2 separate regions of the Mus musculus genome follow, and region 2 is linked to region 1. The links are chromatin contacts, called in public ChIA-PET maps. All regions are on one chromosome and are shown on one strand. The core of a region is the stretch at or near the end of the contact, and the rest is flanking DNA. Distances in the headings are between cores, read along the strand shown.

What was found. ChIA-PET counts read pairs in DNA pulled down with a chosen protein or histone mark.
Region 2: a contact with region 1 is called in an RNA polymerase II ChIA-PET map of effector CD8 T cells, with 12 read pairs. The contact joins two enhancer-like sites. A contact is called at or near these places in 2 of 484 Hi-C or Micro-C datasets (embryonic stem cells and nephron progenitors), 5 of 115 datasets of contacts at active chromatin or transcription factors (the HPC-7 cell line, T-cell acute lymphoblastic leukemia, bone marrow-derived macrophages and 2 more) and 2 of 9 other capture datasets (liver and pancreatic islet).

Annotation. Positions count from the first base shown.
Region 1 is chr5:135,955,258-135,960,681 of GRCm38.p6, forward strand. Ssc4d (scavenger receptor cysteine rich family, 4 domains) reads right to left here. Exons shown (of 11, transcript NM_001160366.1): 11 at 4,966-5,424. Among named protein-coding and RNA genes, the nearest start is that of Ssc4d, 17 kb to the right of the region's middle. Within about 2 kb of position 2,469, at least 388 of the 459 cell types and tissues checked have an H3K27ac peak or open chromatin away from gene starts, as enhancers often do. A contact at or near this core is called in effector CD8 T cells, where this site is marked.
Region 2 is chr5:136,152,267-136,157,803 of GRCm38.p6, forward strand. All of the region lies in intron 2 of Orai2 (ORAI calcium release-activated calcium modulator 2), which reads right to left. Among named protein-coding and RNA genes, the nearest start is that of Orai2, 16 kb to the right of the region's middle. Within about 2 kb of position 3,350, at least 15 of the 459 cell types and tissues checked have an H3K27ac peak or open chromatin away from gene starts, as enhancers often do. A contact at or near this core is called in effector CD8 T cells, where this site is marked.

The DNA.
Region 1 (5,424 bases), core at 1,219-3,718:
CTGCCTCCAAAGTACTGGTATTTCCCATTTGATTTTAGTGTATGCATGGATGCGAGTGTGAGTGCGTGCAAACGTGTGCATGAAGAACTTAGAGGATAACTTTCTAAAAAGGCCAGTTCTTGCCTACTTTTAGGTAATTTGGAGAATTGAAGTCAGGTTGTCAGGCTGTTTCAAGCAATTACTTTTACCTGTGAGCTTCATCACTGGCCCAAGGCACTGTTTTTGTTTTGTTTTGTTTTGTTTTTGAGACAGGGTTTCTCTGTGTAGCCCTGGCTGTCCTGGAGCTCACACTGTAGAACAGGCTGGCCTCGAACTAAGAAATTCACCTGCCTCTGCCTCTTGAATGCTGGGAGTAAAGGCGTGCACCACCAAGCCTGGACCTGGTTTTTTTAAGGTAGAGGCAACTTTGACTTTCCAAGTGAATGGCCACGTGGATGGAATAAGCTATCTATCCCATGAAAAGGGTTCCCTGAGCTGACTGCTGCTAACCTCGCAGGGACCCAGACTTGTCTAACTCATGCAGGGATCTTGAGACAGAAAATTGACTATGGTGGCAGACAGCAGGTGCCTCGTTGACTACAGCTTCTTCATCAGGCCTTCCTATCCAGCGAAAAGGAAGCCAATGACAGTGCAAAAGACTCAAGTCCCTATTGCTCTGTAGCTCACAGTGGGGCAGGTCAATCCTGGCTCTCTGCATGTTTCTCCATCTGCCCAGATTGAGTTATGTCAAACTTGCTCTGGTCTGGCAGGGCCAATCTTTTTTTTTTTTTTTTGTTTCTTTTTTTTTTTTTTTCTCGAGACAGGGTTTCTCTGTATAGCTCTGGCTGTCCTGGAACTCACTCTGTAGACCAGGCTGGCCTCGAATTCAGAAATCTGCCTGCCTCTGCCTACCAAGTGCTGGGATTAAAGGCATGTGCCACCATGCCTGGCTGGCAGGGCCAATCTTAAGACGACAGACACTCGGTCAGGGTGATGCTACACATAGAATTTGCTGTGGTACAGCAGGCTGTGTTAAAATCCTCAGTCTAACCCACCTGAGGTAGCTCACATCTATAAAACCAGCCACTGGGAAGATGATGGGGGTGGAAACTGCTTGAGGTCAGCCTGGACTGAAGTGTGAGATCCTGTCTCTGAGGCAAGGGAGTTCAGAAGTCTGCGTTCATTTCTGGCTACACAACACATTTCAGGGCAGCATAGGCTACATTGTCTTGTTTCAAAACAAAACCACAACCACAACACCCCTCAGTTTATTGTTCATGTTTGCCAGAGGTGGGGAACCTTTTCCAATTCTTTAATTGGTTTGTTTTTGAGACCATGTCTTATGTAGCATAGGCTGGCCTTGGATTAGCTGTATAATTGAGGGTGACCATCTGTCTCCACCCCTGGGACTTTAGGCATGTGACAGCCACCACACTGAGGTTTGTTTTCTTCCCTTTTTAGAAATCTATTTTCTTTTTGTAGTTGCTGATTTAAAAAAAAAAAAAGACATTTTAATTGTGTGTGTGTGTGGCCACATGGCCTCACCTTTACCTGTGGAACCCTTTCGCTGACCCAAACTGAGTTGGGGACTGAACCTTGGACTTTCTGAATGCTTGGACAGAGCTCTACCAGCTGAGTTACACACCAGCCTCCTTAATCTTGATTTATTTTAGATGTTTTTTACCCCATAGTGCCACCACACCCTATTCCAATTCTGGTTTTATTGTGAACCGGTTTTACAATTTCAACAGTCCTTTGTGGGTTAAATGTCCTCTGTGAAAGCGTCGCATGCCTTTCATCTCAGCAAGCAGGTCTTTGAGTTTGAGGCCTGCCTGGTCTACAGACTGAGTTCCATCCAGGGCAGCCAGCGTCATACAGAAAAACTGTTTCGAAAAAAACAAAACCAACCAAATGGTCTTTTATGAAAATATCAGTAGCTTTAGGATATAGCTCAGTTGGTCGAGCGTTTGCCTAGCGTAAGTGAAGTCCTGGGTTCCTCAGAATTGCATAAATGAGCAGGGGTGGCACGCACCTGTAACCCCAGTTGGGTGGGCAGAGGAAGAAATAAAATTAAAAAAACTCAAAGTCACCTTTGGCAAGCCACCCTGAACTGCATGAGACCTTGACTAAAGCATTTTTAAAAGGGGTGAGGGGGTGGGGTGGTGAGGAGAGAAGCAGCCTTGTGGCGCAGAGGTTGTTGTTGGTAAATACTCTTTGTAATCCGCAAAGGTCCGCGGGGACTGAAAATGTCGCCTAAACTACAGTGTCTTGGGAATGGTTGACCTTCCTTCCCTTGTATGGGCTGTACCGGGGACTCAATTCCTTTGTCAGACCAAACCTAGAACTCTGCACAAAAAAAAAAAAAAGACCCGCCCCGAGGCATGGAAAGGTCTCGAAGAGCGTGGCCCCGCCCCTGCCCCACCTAACCAGCAACCTTCCGTTTGCTGCGACTGGCTGAACCAGTTTCAAAGCTACCCAATCAAAATCCTTCAGTAAGATAGAGGCGTGGCTTCAGTTCCGACCCAGGGCGGGCTCTCCTCTGAGCTCCTGCGGTGACTCAGCAGGAAGGCGTGAGTTATTGGGGCCCGGAAGGGCAGGGCTACGTCACGTCCTACCCTGTCCGCCCCGGCCGTCGAGGCTTACGGGGCTCCAGTGGGAATCCCAACACCTGGACTCTGTTGGTTTTGTTTTGTTTTGATGACCCAGAAAAACCCTGGACCTTTCACTGATCTTTTGTTTCCTCCGTTTGCACAGTGGTTAAGAACACTTCCCGGAGCAGTGCCTGAGTGGGAAGACCCTGGAAGTTTGGAGTTTGACCTTACAGGAAGTCAATCCCAGTTGCCTCGTTTTTTTTTTTTTTTTTTTTTTCCCCTCTTCTCTTTTTGCTAATCCATCAATCCTCAAGGTTTGGCTCCCATTCGAGTTGTCAGGCAGGTGTGACAACAAATACACAAGGGAGGCTAGCCTGCTGCACTTCGAAAAACTCACCAGAACTTAAAGTCATCCTCAGGAACGTAGAGACCAGGACATAGGGTCCGGACGATGGTATAGATGATGAGGGGCCAAGCTGGCGTGATGGCTCAGCAGGTATCAAGAATCTGGTACCCGCATGGAAGGAAAGAATTCCTGTGACATGTACCACACATGTACTCAAACATGCATGCATTAGCCTTTTTTTTTTTTAAAGTAAGAGGGGCCTAGAGAGCTGGCCCAGCAGTTAGGGCACTTGCTCTTGCAGAGCCCCTGAGCTCAGTTCCCAGCACCCACGTGGTGTGGTTTACAACCATCATAACTCCACTACCAGGGGCTCCAACGCTTTGTGACTGTGGTGAACACAGGGTATACACGTGGGCAACATTCAGCCATGTATGAAAACATTTATACACAGATGCAGAGGTGTTTCAGTGGGTAAGAGCAATCATTGTACAAAGTTGGGGACCCAAGTGGGGATTCCAGCACCCAGGAGTAAAACCTGAGTGGCCAGGAATGCCTATAACTCTGGTACTACGGAGGGCAGAGACTGGATGACTTCCGGAGCTTGCTATCCTTTAGCCTAACTCAGCATTTGAGGAGAAAGCCTGCACCCAGGGGATCTGCGTGTGATAGAACTGGACGCCCTGTATCATCATCATCACCATCACTACACACAGGCACACTCAGTAATAAATCTTTGCGGGGTGGGGGTGGGGGGTAGGGAACCAGAATTGGAGTTTGTAGCTGTGGCTCAGTGGTCGAGTACTTGCCTTCCATGATTTAGGTCCTAGGTGGGTTTTGTTTTTTTGTTTTTAAATATTTATTTATTTATTATATGTAAGCACACTGTAGCTGTCTTCAGACACTCCAGAAGAGGGCATCAGATTGTTGTTATGGATGGTTGTGAGCCACCATGTGGTTGCTGGGATTTAAACTTAGGACCTTTGGAAGAGCAGTCTGTGCTCTTAACCACTGAGCCATCTCACCAGCCTAGGTTTAATCCCCAGTCCTACCACAGCAAAACAAAGCAATCAAACCAACCCAAGCAAGCAGGAATGGAGTCTAAAGGAAGCATCAGAGAACAGCAAAGGCATAAAGAGGGCAGCAATGAATGAGAACAAAATATAACAACTCACACATGAAAATGGATGCCAGCTCTCAGGAGGCAGAGGCAGGCAGACCTCTGAATTTAAGATTAGCATGGTCTATAGACTGGGTTACAGGAAAGCCGGGGCTATACAGCAAACAAACAAACAAAACCAACCTGTCTTGAAAAACTAAAACAAAAAGCAAACAAAACTAATATAGAAATTCATAGGCAGAGAAAGTGGAGAGGGTAGTGTGGCCTTTCTAGAAGTTCAGGCTGCTTTAAACTCCTAATCCACCTGCTTAAGCATGTACGTGCTGAATTACAGATCTTTGCCACCACTAATTCAGGCAGGGTCTCCCAGCAACCCCTACCCCCAGGTATCTAGTAGTCTAAGCTGGCCTTGAATGGTTATGTAGTTGAGGATAGCTTTGAACTCCTGATCTTCATTCCTGTGATCCCTTTAAAGAGGGAATATCACAGGTTGACCAGAGGAGGGTTGTTTTGTTTTGTTTTTTTCCGTTTTTCTGCCATTTTATTTTCTGGGCCTATTCAGTCAGCTTCTCTCACTCTGCAGCTCTGGCTGGCCTGGAACCCCACCCCACCCGCAGAACGCCCTTCTTCGGCACCCCGAGCACCGGCATTACAAACATGCACCATCGTGCCCTACTGCCTCTCCTTTCCTGGATCTAGATTTGTGTGTGTGTGTAGCCCAATGGAGGATGACCAGACACTCCACTGAGGAGCCTGAGGCTTGCCATGGTGAGTCAGCATTTCCCGGCCGTGATGGGCTCTGGAGAACTGGATGATGCTGCTCTTGGACCACAGCCTTTCATCGCCATGCCAGTTTTCTCCAGAAAGTCCTTCCTGGAGTTTTTCCAGTAGCCATGGTACAGGTTCTCAAACAATGACCTCAGTTAAAAGACTGGGGGAGATAATGCTTTATTGACTTGGCACCTAAGGACAGTGGCTATGGGCCTCCAGGGTTCTTTGTTACTGCAAAATGGAGGCTCTGTGCTGGGGGGGGGGGGGCAGTGGAAATCAGAGAAGCTGCAGGAAGGGCTCCTCTGGTCCCTGTTTTGGCCCCTGCAGCCCCCTTGTTCAGCGGAGCACCATCTGAGTCCAGGTCCTCACCCAGCAGGGAAGGTGATGGCCTGGTTCTTCTGCAGTCCCCTGCCAGTCTATAGAAAAGAGCACCCCAACCCCTTTGTCTCCCCACTTTTAGCAGGAGACCAAGAGAGGTCACGGTAAGGGTTTGAAGGCATTTACAGACAGCCCAAGCCTCATGGATGTGGGTGCAGAAGGGAAGGATTGGGGGTACTATATGAGTTCCCCCAAAGAGAAGTGGGTTATTCTCTCACATTTTCTGATTTGGCTGAGCAAAA
Region 2 (5,537 bases), core at 2,100-4,599, 200 kb after region 1:
GTCTCTTCCAATTGCTTCTGGAAGCATCTACCAGTACTAAAGGGACTGCACACACAGTAGGAGTGAATTACTACCACAAGCATGGCTGCCATGGCCAGGCTGAGGTCATACGGACTCTGGGCCATCTGCATGACCTAGGCCTTTCTCCATGCCTGTCTCTGCCCTGCAGGCCGCCATGAAGTCTAGACCTCCCCTCCCAGAATGCACACTCTCTGTCTGATCATTCGCAGAACCTGCCTGGAAACCTCACAAGTGGTTTAAGCTTTCGTTTGAGTGAGGCACTATAAAGTCTTCCAAAGTTTAAGAGCCAAATGGTCTCAAGGCCAGGATCCAAAAAACGACAGCTGCAGATGGGAGCGAGCTCCAAGCCCTGCACCTCACAGAGAAAGGAAAGCATCGAGCTGGGGCTGCGGCTCAGGAGTACAGAACTTACCTGACATACACAGCCCTGGGCTCCATCATCAGCACCACACACACAGACAGACACACAGATATACACAGAAACACAGAAACACACACAGTCAGACACATATGCACACACACATACACAGGCAGACACACACACACACACACACACACACACACACACACACATGTGAAGGGAGAAAGGAAGCTGAGTGTGGCCTGCCTTTAACCCAAACACTAGAAAGGCAGAGACAGGAGGAACCCTGAGTTGGAAGCCAGCCTGGTCTACATAGTGAGTTCAAAGACAACCTGTCTACATGGCGAGACCCTGACTGAAAATATAAAATAAACAATAAAGGGAAAGGAAATAAGTCTCATACACGCTCCTTCAAATTGAGCTTGTAAGTCCACTTAGTTGGCACACGCCTTTAATCCAGCACTCAAGATTCAGAGGCAGGCAGGTCCATGAGTTCAAGGTCAGCCTGGTCTACATAGAATTCTAAGACAGTCAAGGGCCTTGATCTCTCAACCCTTCTGCTGCAGCCCTGACTGCTGGGCTGACAGGCATGTGACATCATGCCTCGTGCATGCTGGGCGGCACTGCCCCATCCCCACTGCGAGTCCCCTGGCTCTTTCTGATTGTGGCAGTTCCCTGTCCCTTGAAGACACTGGCCATCAGGGGAGTCAGTGGATTATTTTCTGTCACACTTTGAACTCCAGTCACACAGATTGGTTCCCTGAGCATCAGCAGAGAAGTGCGTCCGCCTTCCAGCCTGGCCATGCTGAGAGCAGGCACTGGATGTCTGGCCCACCTCTTTTGCCGAGGGTCCCAGGTTCTGTCAGAGACCAGAGCCACCTTTGGATCCCATGTCTCTACATAAACTGTAACAAGCAGGCCCTGGGGAAGGTTAAATGAGCTTGGAAGCCAGGCATGGTGGTGGAGATCTTTTAAATGCAACAATTAGGAGGTGAAAGCAGGAGGATCATGAATTTGACCCTGCACCTGAAGCTTGGTCTAATGGGTAGGCCAGGCTAGCCCTGAACTCACTGTGCAGCTGAGGTGACTTTGGGTGGATCCCCCTGCTTCCACCTCTGAGTGCCGGGATTATAGGTGTGCACCCCCATGCCTGATGTACTGGGGCTTACGTATGGAAGGCAAGCACTCTACTGACCGAGATGCGTGCTTAGCACGATGAGGCCATAGGGGAAATGCTAAGTACCCTTGGGGAGATGGTTAGGGGCTGAGCAACAACTGAGCACACTTGTGGTGTTTTGAATATGCTTGGCCCAGGGAGTGGCACTAGTAGGAGGTGTGGCCTTGTTGGAGTGGATGTAGCCTTGTTGGAGGAAGATGTGTCACAGTGGGCTTTAAGACCCTCCTCCTAGGGCTGGAGAGATGGCTCAGTGGTTAAGAGCAAACGACTGCTCTACCGAAGGTCCTGAGTTCAAATCCCAGCAACCACATGGTGGCTCACAACCATCCGTAATGAGATCTGACGCCCTCTTCTGGTGCATCTGAAGACAGCTACAGTGTACTTAGATATAATAATAAATAAATCTTAAAAAACAAAACAAAACAAAACCCTCCTCCTAGCTGCCTGAAAGTCAGTCTTCTCCTGTTTGACTTTGGAACAAGATGAAGAACTCTCAGCTTCTCCTGCACCATGTCTACCTGGATGCTGTCATGTTCCTGCCTTGGTGATAATGGACTGAACCTCTGAACCTGTCAGCCAGCCCAAGAGTTGCCTTGGTCATGGTGTCTGTTCACAGCAGTAAGACCCTAACTAAGACAAGGTTCAAGGCCATCGTTTTAGGGGCTGGAGAAATGGCTCGGTGGATAAGAAGAGTGTCTGCTATGCAATCATGAGGATTTTAGTTTGGGGCCCAACATCCATGGGAAAGCTGGAAGTCTAGCAGAGAAACCTCAAGCCCTGGGCTCAGGGAGAGACCCTGCCTCAAGGGACTGTTTGCCATCAAATGATGGAGGATACATCGGATTCCCTTTTCTGGGCTCCTGGTGCATATGCATGTGTGCATTTCTGCACACACGTGTGCAGATATCCACACACAGACACACAGACACACAAATAAATCGTTTTTAAAAGGTCCTAGAGCTGGGGAGAACCCTTAAGGGATAAAGTGGTCGCACAGGAAGTTTGAAGATTAGTGTTTGGATTCCCAGAACCCACGTAAGTGCTGGGTGGGTGTGGTGGCCCACATACAATTCCAGCCCTGGAAGGGGAAACAGGATCATCAGAGTAATCGGTTAGCAAGACTGACTGCATCAATGGGCTCTGGGTTTGATTGAGAGACCCTGACTCTGGGGGCTGGAGAGATGATGGCTCAGTGGTTAAAAGCAGTGTGTACTCTTCCAAAGGACCCAGGTTTAATTCCCAGCACTCACATGGTGGCTCACAACTGCCTATAACTCTAACTCCAAGGATCTGAAGCCCTGTTCCACCCTTCTCAGGCACCAGGCACTCATGTGATACACAGACATGCACATGGGCAAAACACCCACACAAAAAGAGAGAAGAAAAAAGAGACTCTGCCTCAATACATATGGGGGAAGACCAGTGGCATAATTCTCAGCCTCAGTCTTGGGCCTCTGTATGCACATGCTCATACATACATGTGCATTTACACACGTGCACACATGTATTCACATGCGCACATCACAGACGCACAAAGGGGAAAATCAAGATGAAAAAGATCCTATAGAACAACAAAAGAAAGGAAATCAAAAACAAAAAGCCCCCTAGTTCACCACAGCAGCTCTGTTTGATAATGGAGGCTGTGGCCTGGAGTTAAAAACCAAAAACCAAAAAAAAAAAAAAATGAAAAAATTATTGTTTGACTTGAAGTAAATCACTTGCTACCCAGTGGTATCCCGCTGAGCAGTGGTGCTTGTCCCCTGGGCCAGTTTCCTGTGGGGTGTGGGGCAGGGACTCTAGAGTGATGACAGCTGTAGGACCGGCTCTTAGGATGACTAAGAGACGGCGGCAGCTGTGAGGAGCCGCCCTCACATTTGCCATTATAAGATGGCACTGACAGCTGTGTTCTAAGTGGTAAACATAGTCTGCACACATGCAGGGGCAGTTTTCCCACCATGTGTTCTGCCTTTCCCGTGATGACAACTGGGCCGATGGGCTGCAGCCAATCAGGGAGTAATACGTCCTAGGTGGAGGATAATTCTCCTTAAAAAAGGGATGGGGTTTCGCCATTTGCTTGCTTGCTCTCTTGCACTCTGGCTCCTGAAGATGTAAGCAATAAAGCTTTGCCGCAGAAGATTCTGGTTTGTTGCGTCTTTCCTGGCCGGTCGTGAGAACGCGTCTAATAACAATTGGTGCCGAAACCCGGGACGAGAAAAAACTCGGGACTGGCGCAAGGAAGATCCCTCATTCCAGAACCAGAACTGCGGGTCGCGGTAATAAAGGTTCCCGTAAAGCAGACTGTTAAGAAGGATTCAACTGTATGAATTCAGAACTTTTCAGCTGGGGAACGAGAGTACCAGTGAGTACAGCTTTACGAGGTAAGCCTGGCCTTGAACTTTCTAAGGAAATTCAAGACAGTCTATCAGAAGTAAAGTGGAAAATGGCTTTGCAAGGTATATTTGGCCTTGAATTTTTTCTAGTGTTAGAAGCCCTTTTGTTCCTTTTCACATGTTATCAAGTGGTTAAGGCAGGGCGGATTCTAGAGGAAATTCAGGACAAGCTATCAGAAGTAAAGCGGGGAGAGAGAGTAGGAGCAAAGAGAAAATATGGTACACAAAATAAGTATACAGGCCTTTCCAAGGGTCTTGAACCCGAGGAAAAGTTAAGGTCAGGTAGGAATACCTGGAGAGAGATTAGAAGGAAAAGAGGGAAAAGGGAAAAGAAGAAAGATCAATTAGCGGAGGTTTCTAGGAGAAGGAGCCTATACCCATCACTAGATGAGTTTAAGGAGCTAGTTCTTAGTAGCTCTGAATCAGATAAAAAATTTAGCTTCTCTGAAGAAACAGACTTGGAGGAGGAAACAGCTCGTTATGAGAGAGAAAAGTGCCAGCCAGATAAAATGCGAGCTAATCGGTCAAGGAAAAAGCCAAAAGCGGCTGGCAAAGGCCAGCTTGCTGCTTGGCCTCTTGGCAGTCGGCTTCAAGGTCATAGTGCACCTCCACCCTATGCTGAGCCCCCGGCCTGCGTAGTGCATCAGCCCTGCGCAGAGAGGCAATGGACAGAGAGGCAATGCACAGACTCGTTCATTCCAAAGGAGGAACAAAGGAAAATACAACAGGCATTTCCGGTCTTTGAAGGAGCCGAGGGTGGGCGTGTCCACGCTCCGGTAGCGTATATACAGATTAAAGAGCTTGCCGAGTCGGTCCGTAACTATGGAGTCAGTGCTAATTTCACTATAGCACAAGTGGAAAGGCTTGCGAATCACGCTATGACTCCTGGTGATTGGCAGACGGTAGTAAAAGCTGTAGCCCCCAGTATGGGAATGTATCTTGAGTGGAAAGCCTTGTGGCAGGACTCCTGCCAGACGCAGGCAAGGGCCAATGCCACCATGAAAGGGGATCAGAGAACGTGGACTTTTGAATTACTTACAGGTCAGGGACAACACGCTGCTAACCAGACAAATTATCATTGGGGAGCATATGCTCAGATCTCAGCTGCTGCTGTTAAGGCATGGAAAGCACTACCTAAGAAGGGAGAGGCAAGTGGGCAGTTGACCAAGATTACTCAAGGTGCACAGGAATCCTTCTCAGATTTTGTGGCCAGAATGACAGAGGCAGCAGAGCGTATTTTTGGAGAGTCAGAGCAAGCTGCGCCTCTGATAGAACAGCTAATCTATGAGCAAGCCACAAAGGAGTGCCGAGCGGCCATAGCCCCAAGAAAGAACAAAGGCTTACAAGACTGGCTCAGGGTCTGTCGAGAGCTTGGGGGACCTCTCAGCAATGCAGGCTTAGCGGCTGCCATCCTTCAATCCCAAAAATGCTCCATGGGCAGAAATGATCGGAGGACATGTTTTAACTGCAGAAAGCCTGGGCATTTTAAGAAAGATTGCAGAGCTCCAGATAAACAGGGAGGGACTCTCACTCTTTGCTCTAAGTGTGGCAAGGGTTATCATAGAGCTGACCAGTGTCGCTCTGTGAG